Regions from separate parts of the Mus musculus genome. Here region 1 is linked to region 2. The links are chromatin contacts, called in public ChIA-PET maps. All regions are on one chromosome and are shown on one strand. Each heading gives the region's core, a stretch centred on a gene start, on an enhancer-like site or on the middle of the called end of the contact. The rest is flanking DNA. Distances are from core to core; before and after follow the strand shown.

Region 1 (7,475 bases), core at 1,819-4,318, 130 kb after region 2:
CTTGACTAAATTTAATATGTTTTAAAAGCTACAAAACTCTCAAAACTAATCTAACAACAATAACTCAGTAATACTTAGTATTAGCAAGAACATGGAATTCACACATAGCAGGGCTATTTCCAGAAGCAAATGGACAGGATCCATAAACACTGAACTTGAGGTATACATACCACAGGAGTGCGTGATTACCCAGCACACACATACTCAAAAGACATGCACAAGAAGCTTCAGAAATGAGCATTACCCAGAGAATTCCCTGGTTCCAAAACTTAAATGGCCATCAAATGCAGAATGCATATATTATGGTATCTGTGTCTTCTACTGCAGACTGCCATAGCAACAGGAAGAGGATAAACTAGTAGTATATGTACAGTATATGGGCAGACCTCACAGAAACAACGCTGCTTCCCTAAAGCCAAAAACATACAAAAGCCATACACTACACTATACATCAGGATGTAAATCAGCATACTGGTACCCATGCAGGAAAAAGGTCAAGGATGATGGTTTATGTAGTGGCCAGTGATGTTCTTTACTGATACGGAAGGTGGTAATGTGGATATCTATACTTTATGAAAGTCATTGAGTTGTCACCTACTATACATATTTAAAAAGGTCCCCACAAATTTTTTAAAACTCAAAGATTATATATATTTAATACTATATATTTAATTAACATATGTTAATATGGGAAGATGCCCTTGATACATAAAGTATATGCTTTTATGAATATAACTTTATATGCCCTGTATTACATTTATATCTAAATATATCAAAAGCTTACAGATGCACACTATAAATGTAAATTTTCCCTACATTTCTACCACTAAAACTTTCTCAATCTTTCTATAAATGTTTTAATGCCTGGCTTTTGACACTGAATATTTTAGTTTCTGTTCGTTCTTTTAGAAACAGTGCAATTAAAGTAAATGAAGACTTATAAAAAGAAGTCCACTTCTGCTTTTTGTCTGCAATTTTACTCTGAGGTAAGCATGTGACGGACTTAAAAATGTCACACACATTTCTCTCTGTATAATAATGAATGCAATGAAACAAAGGGAGGAGCAGGCAATACAGGCTGTCTTCCTGACTCACCTTGGATTCGGACAATAAATGCAGAAAATGAACCAGTTAACCAAGCCATTTCCAGAAGAGGCATTGCAAAACAGTTGAATAAACAGCAAATGTCACACTCAGAAATGACTTTCCTCTAGGGTCCTTGACCCACAATCGCGGCTGCTCTGGGAGCTCTGTGGGACTTGACATTCAGGTCCTCGAAGCTTCTCTGCACTGTCTGCCAGCTCTGCTACTTCCCTTGGGAGAAAATTCCAGATAGTCTCTTCCCTGCTGTGGAAGAAATTCTTGGGAAAAGTTTCAGATCTTCAAAAACCTCTTTTCTACCTCTTGTAGGGCAGAAGCAAAGGCAAAGTTTCATATAATTTACATACACCGACTAAAACTAAGCCCTGCTTAATTTCTTTCCAGTGAGAAAGTAAGCCCCTTATATCCAAAGTGGTTGGAGGTAGTCTTTAGCTGGCATCCATAATGTCTTGTGAACGTCAGCTTTACTGACTCCTCTCTGGAGTTTACACACCACGCTTCCTCCACTAGAGGGCTCTCAACTAGAACCCAGCCTTCTAAATCTCAACACTGGACTCTGGATTCCTCTCCATGTTTTGTTTCCTGCCACAACCTACTGGCTCTTCACCTTGGAATGAGGGACACAGCCCCTCCAGAGCATGATCATTTTGGCTCCAGGTGCTATGTTAGCTTTCTACTCATTAGTGGCCACTGGGATTCCATATTTAAGCCTCTTTCTTTGATCATCGTAATTATCAACAATGATTTAAAATGTCATGTAAATGCAAGAGACTCTCAGGGCACAGCCTGTTCTTGGAAACCACTGGCTAGGCAACTTTAATGAGAATTTCTCATAGACCAACACAGTAAGCCTAATCCATTATCCTCCCCCCTCATCTGCTCATCTTCCTATAGGAGTTAGCTCAGCTTAACCTCTCACCCACTCCCTCCCCTAAAGCTTGCATTTTTACCAAAGCTCTTTCTTCTAGTCATCACTCCCCTGTTCAGCCTCTTTTACCTGAACAACCGTAACGACTCTGATGGCCCCAACAGGCCATCTCAGAACTACAAAATACAAAATCCTTATGAACGTTCAGCAATTTTCAAAGTCCTTTAGCAATTTTCTACCTCAATCAGAGCTATGTTTAGATATGTTTTGTTATATTTGAGCCAGAGTCTCACTAGATAGCCCTGGCTGGCCTGGAAGTCACTATGTGCCTCAAGCTTGTCTCCCACACTTAAGCTTCCTATTTTAGTGCTTTTGAGTGCCACATTATAATTATATTCTAATTATATATTCTCTATAAAAATTCAAGTATGTTGAACACACATAAGAAAATACTTTTTTTCCACCACTTTCTTATTTATTACCTTAGAATCATTCTTGTTTGTTTGGTATGGATGCATAAGACCTTCCCAATACATGTAACACATAAACTTTTAAAGAGCATACACATAGTAAGAGACTGACTTTCTCCACCATGCACAATGTTCATCCAATTCCTCTCTTAACCCAGGAGACAGCAACCTCAGGAGACCTCTAGCTCTGTCTTGTGCTGTTTGCTCCATGGCAGGCATGTCTCACTCTGTAGCCTGAGCTGGCTTTGAACGCTTGCTGCTCCTTCTCCCTCAGCCTCCTGAGTGCTGGGGTTAGAGCTGAGTCATTGGACCAGCTTCACGGTGACTTTTTATTGACTATTCTTTTTACATTTTCTGTTGTGTGTATGAATGATGTATGTCCACACGTGTGTGTGCCTGATGTCCATGGAGGCTGGAAGAGGGAGTTAGATTTAGTTTTTAAGCTAAAGCTTAACTGACCTGGCAAAGCTGCTTCTGCATTTCTGATGTATATTGTCTGGAATACTAGAGGCTTATGTTTCAAGATGCTAATAAATTCTGGGATAAAATTTTATGCAGCAACAGATGAGGAAGCCACACACACTCACTCGCTCTGGGACCTCTGTCTTTACTGTAATCTTCACATTAACTTCTGATTTTTAGTTTCACTTTCATTTGGTCCTGACCCAGAGTCTCCACCACAACTTACTCAGGGCTAGGTTTAAATGGATTCAAGATTTTCTCATTCCCCAATTTTCTGACTTTGAAGCCCTATATATTTGTTGTAAACTGAGGTATATTCTACAAAGGTTTATTCTCATATGTATACAATGAGTTTTGAAAAATGTGCATGTGTGTGATCATGGTATGACTCAAAATATAGTTCTCTTCCTGCCCTTTCTTGGTTCTGATTTCAGTCTATACATAATTTTTGCATTTTCAGCTTAATTCTTGTTGGCACTATCTCACATGGAGTTCTTCTTACTAGTTCAAGTTGACTGGTGCTGGGTTAGCCAGGCCTTATCCACTTGAGGGTCTGTATCCGTTACATATTTGGAGGACAATACATTTACAGAGATAAATTGGGGTCACTGTTCCTTCAGGATCTGTGCAGCTGCAGTAAAGTGAGTGGGAAGGGCACAGCAAGAATCTCTACCGATGGCATGCCTCTGTGAAAGGAAAGCAAGACAACTTCTATAAAGGCACTGACAAGTATGCTCTCAAAGTCACCCTTTTCAAGGCTGTGCAAACTATCAAGGGCTCACCATGCAGCACCTACACGGCAGCTCTCGATCACCTGGAACTCCAGTTCCAGGGATCCAACAACAGGCCTCCATGAGGGTGCACATCACATCATCACCCCCCCCCACACACACACACACTATTAGTAAATATGTCTTTAAAAAGAAGAATCAATCAAAATTGGCCTGGAAGCTAGTCATGGTGACTCAGGCCCGAATCCTCAGGAGGCTGAGGGAGAAAGAGTAGCAAGCGTTCAAAGCCAGCTGAGGCTACAGAGCGAGACACTGCCTGCAATCGATCAAACAGCCAAACAACACACCATAACAAACACAATACAACCACAGGAAGATGTGTCCTTACAGTAACTGGGATAGCAGACTTACTCAACATAGGAACCGTCTAAAAAGCTACAGAAAAGGATGAGAAAAATGGCTTATCCTATAAAAACTATCAACAGAGACAATTATATGGAAGAACTAGACAGAAATTTTGGAGTACAAAAGTATAAATGAAACGAAAAGTTTGCTGGTAGGGTTCCATAGCAAATAAGAAGTCGCAGAAGCATTCATCACCGCATTGCAAAGGTCAGCTGAGATGACTTATGGGAACAGAAGACAAGAAGGAGTACTACAAAGCAAAGCTTCATAAACACATGGGATACCACCACACATGCCAAATACAGGTGAGACTCTTAGGACACACCAACGTAAATAAAGAAGATTTTGAGAAAATAATGGCTAAAATCACGGGAATTTTGATGAAAAAATCTTAACATTTTTAAGGTGCCTAGTGATCATCATGTATGTTAACTCAAAATTTCACACCTACAAGTACCATAAAGCAATAGCACATAGAGGTGCCACCAAGTCAGAGAGCCTAAGTTCAACAGATATGGTGGAAGGAGAGACCAATTCCCACAAGATGCCTTCTGATCTCCACTCATAAGCTACAGCATACATGTGCCTCCACCCATGCATGCAAAATAAGCAAAACTGTAATAAAAATGCTTTAAAATCAAAGATAAGAAGTAAAAGTAAGAGAGGGAAAAGAAGGATTATGTACAAGGTGTGCTCACTAGGGCTGAGAGTAGGTTCCTCTGAGAAGCCATGGGAAGGATACTTAGAACACTGCCTGAGGAATGCAAGGCAGTGCCACAGGGAGTCTCTGAAATAAGGACTTCCTAGGGTATAATGAAAGCGCAGAAGACAGGAGCTTGAATACACTGAAGACAGAAAAGGAGGGGTGTTATGGGATGCATCTCAAAACACCCATAACTGATGGCTTCTGAGAGGTCAGGCCTGCTTGGAAGACTGGGGCACACTGGAATGTCTACATCCCCTCTGGTCTCCCTGCTTCCTGGCTCTGGGAGGTGAGCAGCTTTGCTGTCATCCCCTCCTGCTGCTGCTGTGGTGGAGCAAGTGACAGCAGACCAACACAGAAGAAAGAAGCCACATACATAAATAGAAAAGACAATGGTATGTTTTTAGTCTCTAAGTACCTGGTACTATTCTGTTGAAAAGGCAAGTGTAACATATAATTACATATTGTATGTTAATGAACACATGTATTAATTAGTATGCAATGTGTATGACAACAATATCACAAAACATGAAAAAATGAAGCTATATGTAAGAGCAAAGTTGTTTTGAAATTAAGTTGATATTAATCTGGGCTAAATTATTATACATTAACATGTTAAGAGTAATCCTTAGTACAACTGTCAAAAGAACAACTCAAACTATAATAACAAATAACAAGGGGTTTAAATTTGTATACTAGAAAGTATCCACTTAACAAAAGGAGGAAGCAATAAAAACTAAAATGGTGGGCTGGGTGTGGTGGCACACGCCTTTAATCCCAGTACTTGGGAGGCAGAGGCAGGCGAATTTCTGAGTTCAAGGCCAGCCTGGTCGACAGAGTGAGTTCCAGGATAGCCGGGGCTACACAGAGAAACCCTGTCTCGGAAAAAAAAAAAAAAAAAACTAAAAAGGCACAAGATATAAATCATGCTTACCCTAATCACATTAAAGCTTAATGAATTAAACACTACAAAAGAAGACAGAAGCTGACAGAACAGATTTAAAAAAAAAAAAAAAAACCCTATATATTCAAGGCCTCCTCACCCAGAGTCCACACTGGCCACCAGAACTCCAGGTAAGCTGCCCTCCCGTGGGTCCACCCATATATATCCCCAACCCCCACTTCTTTCCATCCTGGTGTCCCAGCCCCCAACTTGGGCAGAGACACCTGCTCAACCACAGGCCACACAGGCCACACTGGCCACCAGACCAGAGGGAAACAAACCAAGGAACAAAATACCATCCAGTAAAGACAATCTCAGAAACCAGCCCCTGGACCTATAATCTCCTCCTCAAACCCAATGCCTGGAGGCATTGTTCATAACACAATCCGCAACAGCCAGTAAGTACCTCCCACCATAGCCCAAGGATCCTGCGTAGTGAGCTCTGAGTATCCCAACACAGCTGAAGCACAAGAGAGGACTTTAAAACCAAGGTTATGAGGAAGATAGAAGTCCTCAAAGAGGAAATGAAGAAACTCCTTTAAAAATCCAGGAAAAGACAAACAAAAAAAAATGGAGGAAGAAGGCCAAGCAGGGTGGGGAGAACACTTGAAGAAAACAAAACAGTTCCTGAAAACGGAAACAGAATAACGAAAACACAAATTGAGGGAATTCTGGCAATGAAAAATCTAGTAAGTGAACAGGAACTACAGAAGCAAAAGAAGTGGAGGCCCAAATCTTAGGCACTGAAGATATGATAGATGAAATACATATACTGGACAATAAAAATGTTAAGTCTGAAAAATTCCCGACACAAAACATCCAGGAAATCTGGGACACTATGAAAAGACCAAATCTAAGAAAAATAGAAATAGAGGAAGGAGAAGAATTCCAGCTTAAAGCCCCAGAAGATATTTTTAACAAAATCATAGTAGAAAAAATATTTAACCTGAGGCAGGAAATGCCTATAAAGATAGAAGAAGCATACAGAACACAAAATAGACTGGACTTGAAAAGAAAGTCCCCTCGCCATATAATAATCAAAACACTAATTATACTGAACAAAGAAAAAATACTAAAAGCTGAAAGGAAAAAGGAACAAGTAATATATAAAAGCAGACCTATTAGAATTACAACCAGTCTCTCCATGGAGACTCCAAAAGCCAGCAGGGCCTAGACAGATGTCCTACAGACTCTAAGAGACCACAGATGCAGCCTAGACCTAGCAAAACTTTTTATTACCATAGATGGAGAAAACAATATATTCCATAATAAAATCAAATTTAAACAATATCTATTTACAAAGTCAGACCTACAGAATGTACTAGAAGGAAAACTCTAACCCAAGGAGGTTAACTACACCTATGAAAACACAGGAAATGATCTCACATGACCAAAACCAGTGTGTATGTGTGTGTGTGTATGTGTGTGTGGTGTGCGCACACACACCAACAAAAATAATAGAAGTTAATAATTACTAGATATTTATATTTTCAATATCAATGGACTCAATTCCCCAAATTAAAACACACACACACACACACACACACACACACACACACATACACACATACACACACAGAATAGCAAAAACGGATGAGAAAAAGAACCCATCCTTCTACTGCATACAAGAAATACACCTTAACATCAATGATGACATTACCTCAGAGTAAAGGGTTGGAAAAAGACTTTCCAAGCAAATGGACCTACAAGGCAAGTTGGTGCTGCCGTTCCAATATTTAACAAAATAGAGATTTCAAACCAGTCAAGAGAGACAGGGAAGAATACTTCATAC
Region 2 (7,284 bases), core at 3,423-5,922:
GAAAATCTGATAATATTCTTCTCCCTTGGACTTCCAGAGAGGCATTTCAAGTCATGCATAGCCATTCCCTTGATGTGCCTGATTTAAAATCAGAGTCTACATAGTCACTGTGACTTTAGTTAAAACAACAGGCAATCTCCTCTTTTTGGTACAGTTCAGTTGCTGTCCATAAAGCTGAGCCTGTTAACCCTGTTGATGAATCAGGGGTCAGACAGCCATGTCCATGCCTGGCTGGTTTATGCGAACTGTGCTCTTAGTAGAGATTCATTGAGGACCTCCATTTGACTTTGCCTGTTTTTGATTGAAAGTAAGGGAAGATGTTTGTAATATGTGAAGAATGAATCAAAGATGTAATTGCAGCTTCTTTGTGATGATTCAGATGAAAAATAAAGCATGTTTGTTCAGTTTCTATTATTTTTTCCTTAAAGGCTTGTATTACCTGTTTTATATATTTGATGTTTGCACCAAGAGCCTAAGTAGGGGGATCTAAACACTTTGTCCAGAGCTGTAATGTTTGCCCCTCCACCTCTACCCAGTGCATGAATTCTTCTTTAACTCCTAGTCTACTCCCACCCCACACCTGCTGATTGTCTTTCAGTGTTGGTGTAAGGTTAGCACACCCCCCGCAGGACTTCATTGAGCTCATAAAATGGATTACCTTTAAAGAGATGAATGTGTACATGGATGGACCAGAGGTCATGTTTGGTGTTGTCTTCTTTGACTTTTGAGCCAGGGTCTCTCACTGGGATCCGGGGTTAGGAAGTTAGGCTCGGCTGAGTGGCCAGTGTGCTCCAGTGATCTGCCTGTTTAACTCCCCACTGCTGAGATTACAGTCCTCTGCCACCACACCAGGATTTTTATGTAGATGCTTGGGAGTGAATGAAGCACACTTGACGTTTATCACTGTCTGAATGTGGATCTCCTAGCTCCAAGTGTGGCTGTGAGTGCCCAGCTCCTACTTTGTGAGCTCTGACCCCACTTTTATTCTTTGTTTCTTAGTTTTTGTTTTTGAGACAGGGTAGTTCTGAGTCTGTATAGTTTGGCTGTCCTGGAACTCACTGTGTAGACCAGGCTGACTTTGAACTCACAGCAATCTGCCTGCCTTTGCCTCCTGAGTGCTAGGATTAAAGGCTTGCACCACCACTGCCTGGCCCACTTTTAATTTTTTTTTAAAGATGTATTTATGTATTATGTACACAGTGTTCTGCCTGCATATATGCTTGCATGACAGAAGAGGGTGCTAGACCTCACTATATAGATTGTGAGTCACCTTGTAGTTGCTGGGAATTGAACTCAAGACCTCTGGAAGAGCTGTCAGTGCTCTTAACCTCCGAGCCATCTCTCCAGCCCCCACTTTTATTCTTAATGTCAATTCTCTAGTGGATGTCATGTGGATCTCTCACTGAGCTGACAACCATTTCCCTTGGACCTTCTTTGTCCAATCCACTCTTCTGTTTCTAAATTCACTGGAACTTTAAGTCTTTTTAGTAACTGTCCTCCAGGCCCTTAGAATCAAGGCCAAGTTCTTTAAAGAATGGCTTCAAAGGCCTTTCCCAGCTGACCTCTCGTCCTAGCTGTTATCTGTGCTCTCTGGCTTTGTAGGCTGTAGGCGAGTGAAGATGGCTGTTGTGCGTTCGAGTTTTATTCTTACTTGTCACTTCCTGCTCCTCTCTCCTCTACCTGCCAGTCTGGAGTGTCTTCTCTCCTAGGTTCCTTCTGCTCTTCGTGCTTCTAGACCCTGGGTTTAGCTCTTACACAGCATTGCCTCTCCTGTTAGATGGCAAACCCCACAAGAGGGGAAGAGCAAGCAATCCCAGCTCTGGTCTGCATTAGTACGCTGACCTTCATTTGGTAAGTCTCTCGGCTTTTCTGGGTCTCAATTTCCTAGCAGCACAATGAAGTAATTCGATTAGATGATTTCAGAGTTCTTTCAGCTTGAAAAGAAAAATTCTGACTTCTAAAATGAAATTTCTTCCCAGTGTCCATTTAATTTGCATCGCCACATTTGAAACAAAGCTTGTCTGATGTGCTTAATTAAGGAGTAAACAAGAAACTGTAAACTTTCTCTTGGATGCCTGCCCATTCTTTTGTTACATTTTCCTTTTTGTTCAAGCAATGTGAGCATATTGTTGCTCACATTGGTCATTTGGTAAATCAGGCATGGGGTGTGCCCAGTTTCCTTTTCTCTGCCTACGCATGCAGTGGCAGCTTGCTTTCACCCCTGGTGGTTATGGTTACAAGTCCTGTTTGTCATTCTTGTTTGCTGTGCCCATGGGTAGACTGTGCAGTAACCCTTAGGGGGATGTGTGGCCTCGCTGGTAGGTGGAACCGCAGTCCTTGAGACTTTCCTATCCTGTCTGAATGTGCATGGGCTCCTCATGACAAACTGGAGCACTGACAATGTGAAATTAGTGTCTAGGAGTGAAAAGAGAATCAAGAAGTCCTGGCTGTACTTCTCGAAGTCCAGATTGGTTACATTTCTTGCCTTTCTATACTTAAGAGCATATTTTCTTCAATATAATTATCTCTCTCTTTTTTTTTTTGAAAAACAAAATTTTTAGTAATGGAAGAGTAAGCATACATATATATTGTTTTTGATCATATTGAGATATTGATACCTTGTGAATTATTTTGTTTCTAATGTCGGGACAGAATAATTTGAAGTGGTGTCAGGTGATCTGACTCAGCCTTTAGGCCTGAAGTTGTGGTTGCCTGGTGTGCTTGTTGTGGGTGTCTGTGTGGGAAGGGAGGGGGGTTTGAAGTCAAGGTGGAAAATCCTGGGGTGGAGTAGTACCCAGTTTGCTAGGTCTAGATTCTTAGGCATGTTGTTGATGGGTTTGTTTGCTTGTTTTTGTGTTTTGTTTTTTAGAACAACCCTGCTTTCCTCTCTAATAGAGTGGGGCTTCTAATAGTTGAATTCACAAAAGGCAGAGAAATGTATAAAACTACAAAATTCTCTAAAAAATTTATATGTGTTAAAATTGGAAAAACTATATTTTTAAAATTAAGAGTTTTCTAAAGGTGAACATTGGCCAAATCTAAGTCAGCTTTCTTGTTATGTAGTGAATATCTCTAAATTTTAAGACTTTGTTGTTCATTGTGGTCGCATTTCTGAAAGGGGATATTGAATCTTTACGTGTTCATGTATGTGGGTCTATGTACATGAGTGTGTGCATATGGAATCCAGAGGACAACCTTAGGTTTTGTTCCTCAGGCTCTGTACACCTTTAAAAACATAATTTTAGAAGTTTTATTTGTATGTATATAATGTTGGCCTGTGTGAGTGTAAATGCACCATGAGCATGTAGGAGCCGGCAAAGGGCATCAGAATCCCCGACACTGGTGTTGTAAAGCACCTTTTGGGTACTGAGGACTGAACTCAGGTCCTCTGTGAGAGCCGTAAGTACTCTGAACTGCTGAGCAACCTCTGTAGGCCCTTCACTGTTTTTGAGACAGTCTCTCACATGGAGCTCATCTAGTAGGTCAGGCTTGCCCGCAAGTTCTGGGGATCTACCTTTCTCCATGGGATTGTAGGTACTACTATCAAGTTTAGCTTTTTACATGTATTTGAAGCACTGAATTCAAGTTCCTGCATTTGTAAAGCAAGCACTTTTGTGATTAAGCATTCTCTCAGCTCTGAATATTTTTTATGCATGTGTATGTAGTGTGTGTGTACATGTGTGTAATTGGAAACATGTGTATATGGGTGTGTATGCACTTTAGTTGGTGTTGGATTTTTTTCCTGTATTGCTCTCCACTTTATACACTGGGACAGGCTCTCTCACCTGAACCCAGAACTTACTGATTTAGCGTGTCTAGCTGTCTTTCTTCAGGGAGCCCTGCCTTTGTGTCCCATGCGCTGGGATTATAGGTAGGCTGCTGTCCACTTGGCTTTTACACGAGTGCTGGAAGTCTGCTCTGATCCTAATGCTTATATGGCATGTGCTTTCCCCACTGAGCCATCACCCCAGGCCTGACTCTTTTATATAGCTTAGTTTTTTTTTATAATGCTCCCAAGTGTTGCATGGTATGGAACTACTGACCTGTAACATCTTACTCCACAAGCAGTTTTAAGTGCTTGGAGCCAGGGCCCTATGAGCTGTAGTTTACGTATAAGCCAAGGCTGTAATCATCTAGAGGCCTGAATCAGGTGGGAGAGTGTTGTCACTTCCATGATGATAGGCAGACTTCAAGGACCTGCTTCCATTTTCACTCCTATGGGTCTCTTCGTAGGGCCACCTTGCTCCTCCTGAGAGCAAGAAGGAGTGCTAAACAGAGAGCATCATTTGCTTTTAATTCGATATCAGAAATGACATGCCATCATCTCTGTCACCTTTGCTGTTTTGCCAGTTAGAGGCCAGTCTATAAATGCTGACCATCCAAGGGAAGAGCCAGCACTAGTTAGGACTCAGCAGGCTGTGATGCCTAAGAGTCTCTGCTGAAATGGGGTGACCTTTAACATCTTTTGCATGGTCAGTGGAGTGGGAGTTGATTTAGTAATTTTAAATTTTTTGAGGGTGGCTAAGGACCAGTCTCAGCTTGGAGAGGGGTTCTGAGAGAGGGGTGTTTGGGAGAGGTGAAAACAAACCGCTGCAAGTCAAATCATGGGTCGAAGCTGGCGGCCTGTGCTCTGTGGCTTCTCAGCCTGCTTGCTTCTTCCTGTTCTGCTTTCTTCCCCTCTGATCTGCTTTCTCTCTCTCTGTCTGATCTGCTTGCTCTGGAGATCTCCAGACAGCTCTCTCTTTCTCTTTTGCTCTTGCTCTTGCTCTTGCTCTCGCTCTTGCTGTTCTGCTGGAGACATTTCTCCAAACACTTCTCTCTTGCTATTCTAAAAAATTTCTGTTAGCTTGTCTCCTGTAGATCATAAGCCCAGTCTTTTATTTTACATATTAACCCAGTCATTTACTCCAGGTTTCCTTTTAATTATCCTATGAATCACCATCCTGTGACCCCAGCCCCTTAATTCTTAGGAGACAGTAAGCTTTAAGTCTTAAGCCTACAGCAGCCATTGACACTCCTGGAGGCCCACATCTGCTGGTCCTGTCAAAGGGGTACAAATTATGTCATTTTGTCCCCACCAAGGCCATGCTGGACCAACAGAGAATTTCTCTTTTTCTTTTCAGGCCTGAGATAGATGTATGTAACCTAGAGCCCTGTAAGCGCTCTGCAGAGTCACATAGCTCATTATTTTTAATGTCCTGACTAACATTCGCTTTCCTGACTGTTGGAAACAGTTACTGGGCCTGCAGATGAAGAGCTTCTTTAGTACTTTGAATGAGCTTTGGGAGCCATTGTGTAGAGCATGTGTTAGTTTCTAGAATGCTAGCAGAGGGAAGAAAACGGAGCTTCTGGAACTCAGCTTCTGGTGGGATTAGATTAGATTAGAGGGCTCTAATCCTCCCTTAGGTTTCAGAGCCAGACAAGGTTCCCAAGAACTTGTTTGTACCATGAGGACAGGCAGCACTGTGGAGGAGAGTGTAGGTAAGCCTCCTTGGGGCTGGGAGTGTGGCTCAGTGGCACAGTACTTGCTGAGTGCAGAAGCCCTGGGTCCCATCACTAGCACTACCAAATTCCCCAAAGGAACTGACACTGTGCATGTCCAGTACCTCTGAGGTTGGTTAGCCATTGGAGTCTTTTCATTGTGAGCAAAACTGCTCAGAATGGTATCACATTGCTTATTAAATGGGATATACTATCTCTGGATTAATTTTTACTTAAAAAATAGACTTTAATTTGTTGGGTTTTGTTATTCTTTCTTGAAAAAAAAAAGAAAGGATTTGTGGTTGTTTGTGGTTCCTTTTGTTTGTTAAGAAAAGTAGGTAGAGCTGAGCATAGAGGTGCTGTTAGTTCCAGTGCCCTGGAAGCAGAGGCTGGCAGATCTTTGAGATTGAGGCCAACATGATCTATAGAGAGAGTTCCTGGACAGCCAGGACTACATAGAGAAACCCTGTCTCTAACCCTGCCACTGCTACCACCCCCAATCCCCTTCAAAAAAAAAAGTAATTGGCAGAGAAGAGACAGTTCAGGGTTGAGGCTCATGGGGGTCTGCATGTGAACCCCTATTTTGTCTTAAATGTGTTTGGTCTTGGACTGTTTCACTCTTTCAGATTTTAGCTTTCTTATGTGATGTCTTCTTCCAATTTAAAAGACTCCTCACTGTTTTCTTCCTGGTAGGACAGTCTGGGAGGTAATAGCAAGACTGCCATGGTGGCCACTGTGAGCCCCGCTGCAGATAACTATGACGAAACCCTCTCAACCCTGAGGTACGCAGATCGAGCAAAGCACATCGTCAACCATGCTGTGGTGAATGAGGATCCGAATGCTCGGATTATCCGAGATCTGCGGGAGGAGGTGGAGAAGCTCCGGGAGCAGCTGACCAAGGCAGAGGTAGGAGGAGTACTCGCTAGGAGCTCTTTTTTCTTTTTGGCTGTTGAAAGGATTGTATAGGAGAGAATAAAGGGAGTAGGAAAAGTTTGTCTTTCCATTTTTGTCGAGACCGCTGACAGACTAGAATGTGAAGGGAGAAAGAGAAACAGTAGGGAAATGTGATTTAATTTGTGCAGAAACCGACTGCGCTTACAGTCATGGGGAGGGAATTGGATTCCTCCCCTGGTTCGTTAGCCTGCGGTCAGAACAGAAGACATCCTCTCCTTTACAGCTCACCCCTTCCTGATTTGAGTGTGTTACGTTTGTAGAGCAGCAGTGTAACTCTCAGGACAGAAGTAGAGAAGTCGCCAGCGTGGCGCAGTGTCCTTCTGTGGCAGGAAGGAGATGCTTAGGTTCTGGAGCGAGGTTTGAAGATCACAGTGTAGGCATGAAGTGCCACACTCAGGGCTTGAGCTGTGCTTAGTGTTTCTGTCCCAGGGACTTGTCTGTGGAGCTGGCACCATGGCCCTTTCCTGTCTCATTACTCTTGTTCTGGTAGAAAGGCAAGAGGCTTTGATTGACATGGTCACAGCAGTTACTGTAATCATGTTTGGGTTTTTTTTTTTTCCCTACTGAATTTTATCCTGATTTTACAGTTCTTTAAGAATCTTGGGGCTGAGGTTTCTGTATTTCCTTTATTTACGTCACCATCTGGTTGTTTCTCTGTCTTAAGACCAAGTGTTATTAACACTGTCCAGTTTGCAACATGTTCACATCTAACTTACATAGCTTTGAGTAAATTCTTGAAATCAACATTAGACAGAGATTGAGATGCAGCATGCTTTTGAGTCTAGGTGTACAACCTACTAAAATTAAAATCATTAGTTCTTTACAAGTAGCTTGGAACGTGTAGCTTCT

Evidence for each region. ChIA-PET counts read pairs in DNA pulled down with a chosen protein or histone mark.
Region 1: an RNA polymerase II ChIA-PET map of memory CD8 T cells shows a contact between it and region 2, with 88 read pairs. The contact joins two enhancer-like sites. A contact is called at or near these places in 1 of 115 datasets of contacts at active chromatin or transcription factors (memory CD8 T cells) and 1 of 9 other capture datasets (embryonic stem cells).

The regions. Positions count from the first base shown.
Region 1 is chr14:64,864,028-64,871,502 of GRCm38.p6, forward strand. All of the region lies in intron 4 of Hmbox1 (homeobox containing 1), which reads right to left. Among named protein-coding and RNA genes, the nearest start is that of Hmbox1, 82 kb to the right of the region's middle. Within about 2 kb of position 3,069, at least 88 of the 459 cell types and tissues checked have an H3K27ac peak or open chromatin away from gene starts, as enhancers often do. A contact at or near this core is called in memory CD8 T cells, where this site is marked.
Region 2 is chr14:64,729,974-64,737,257 of GRCm38.p6, forward strand. Kif13b (kinesin family member 13B) reads left to right here. Exons shown (of 40, transcript NM_001081177.2): 11 at 6,175-6,387. Among named protein-coding and RNA genes, the nearest start is that of Gm26225, 20 kb to the right of the region's middle. Within about 2 kb of position 4,673, at least 29 of the 459 cell types and tissues checked have an H3K27ac peak or open chromatin away from gene starts, as enhancers often do. A contact at or near this core is called in memory CD8 T cells, where this site is marked.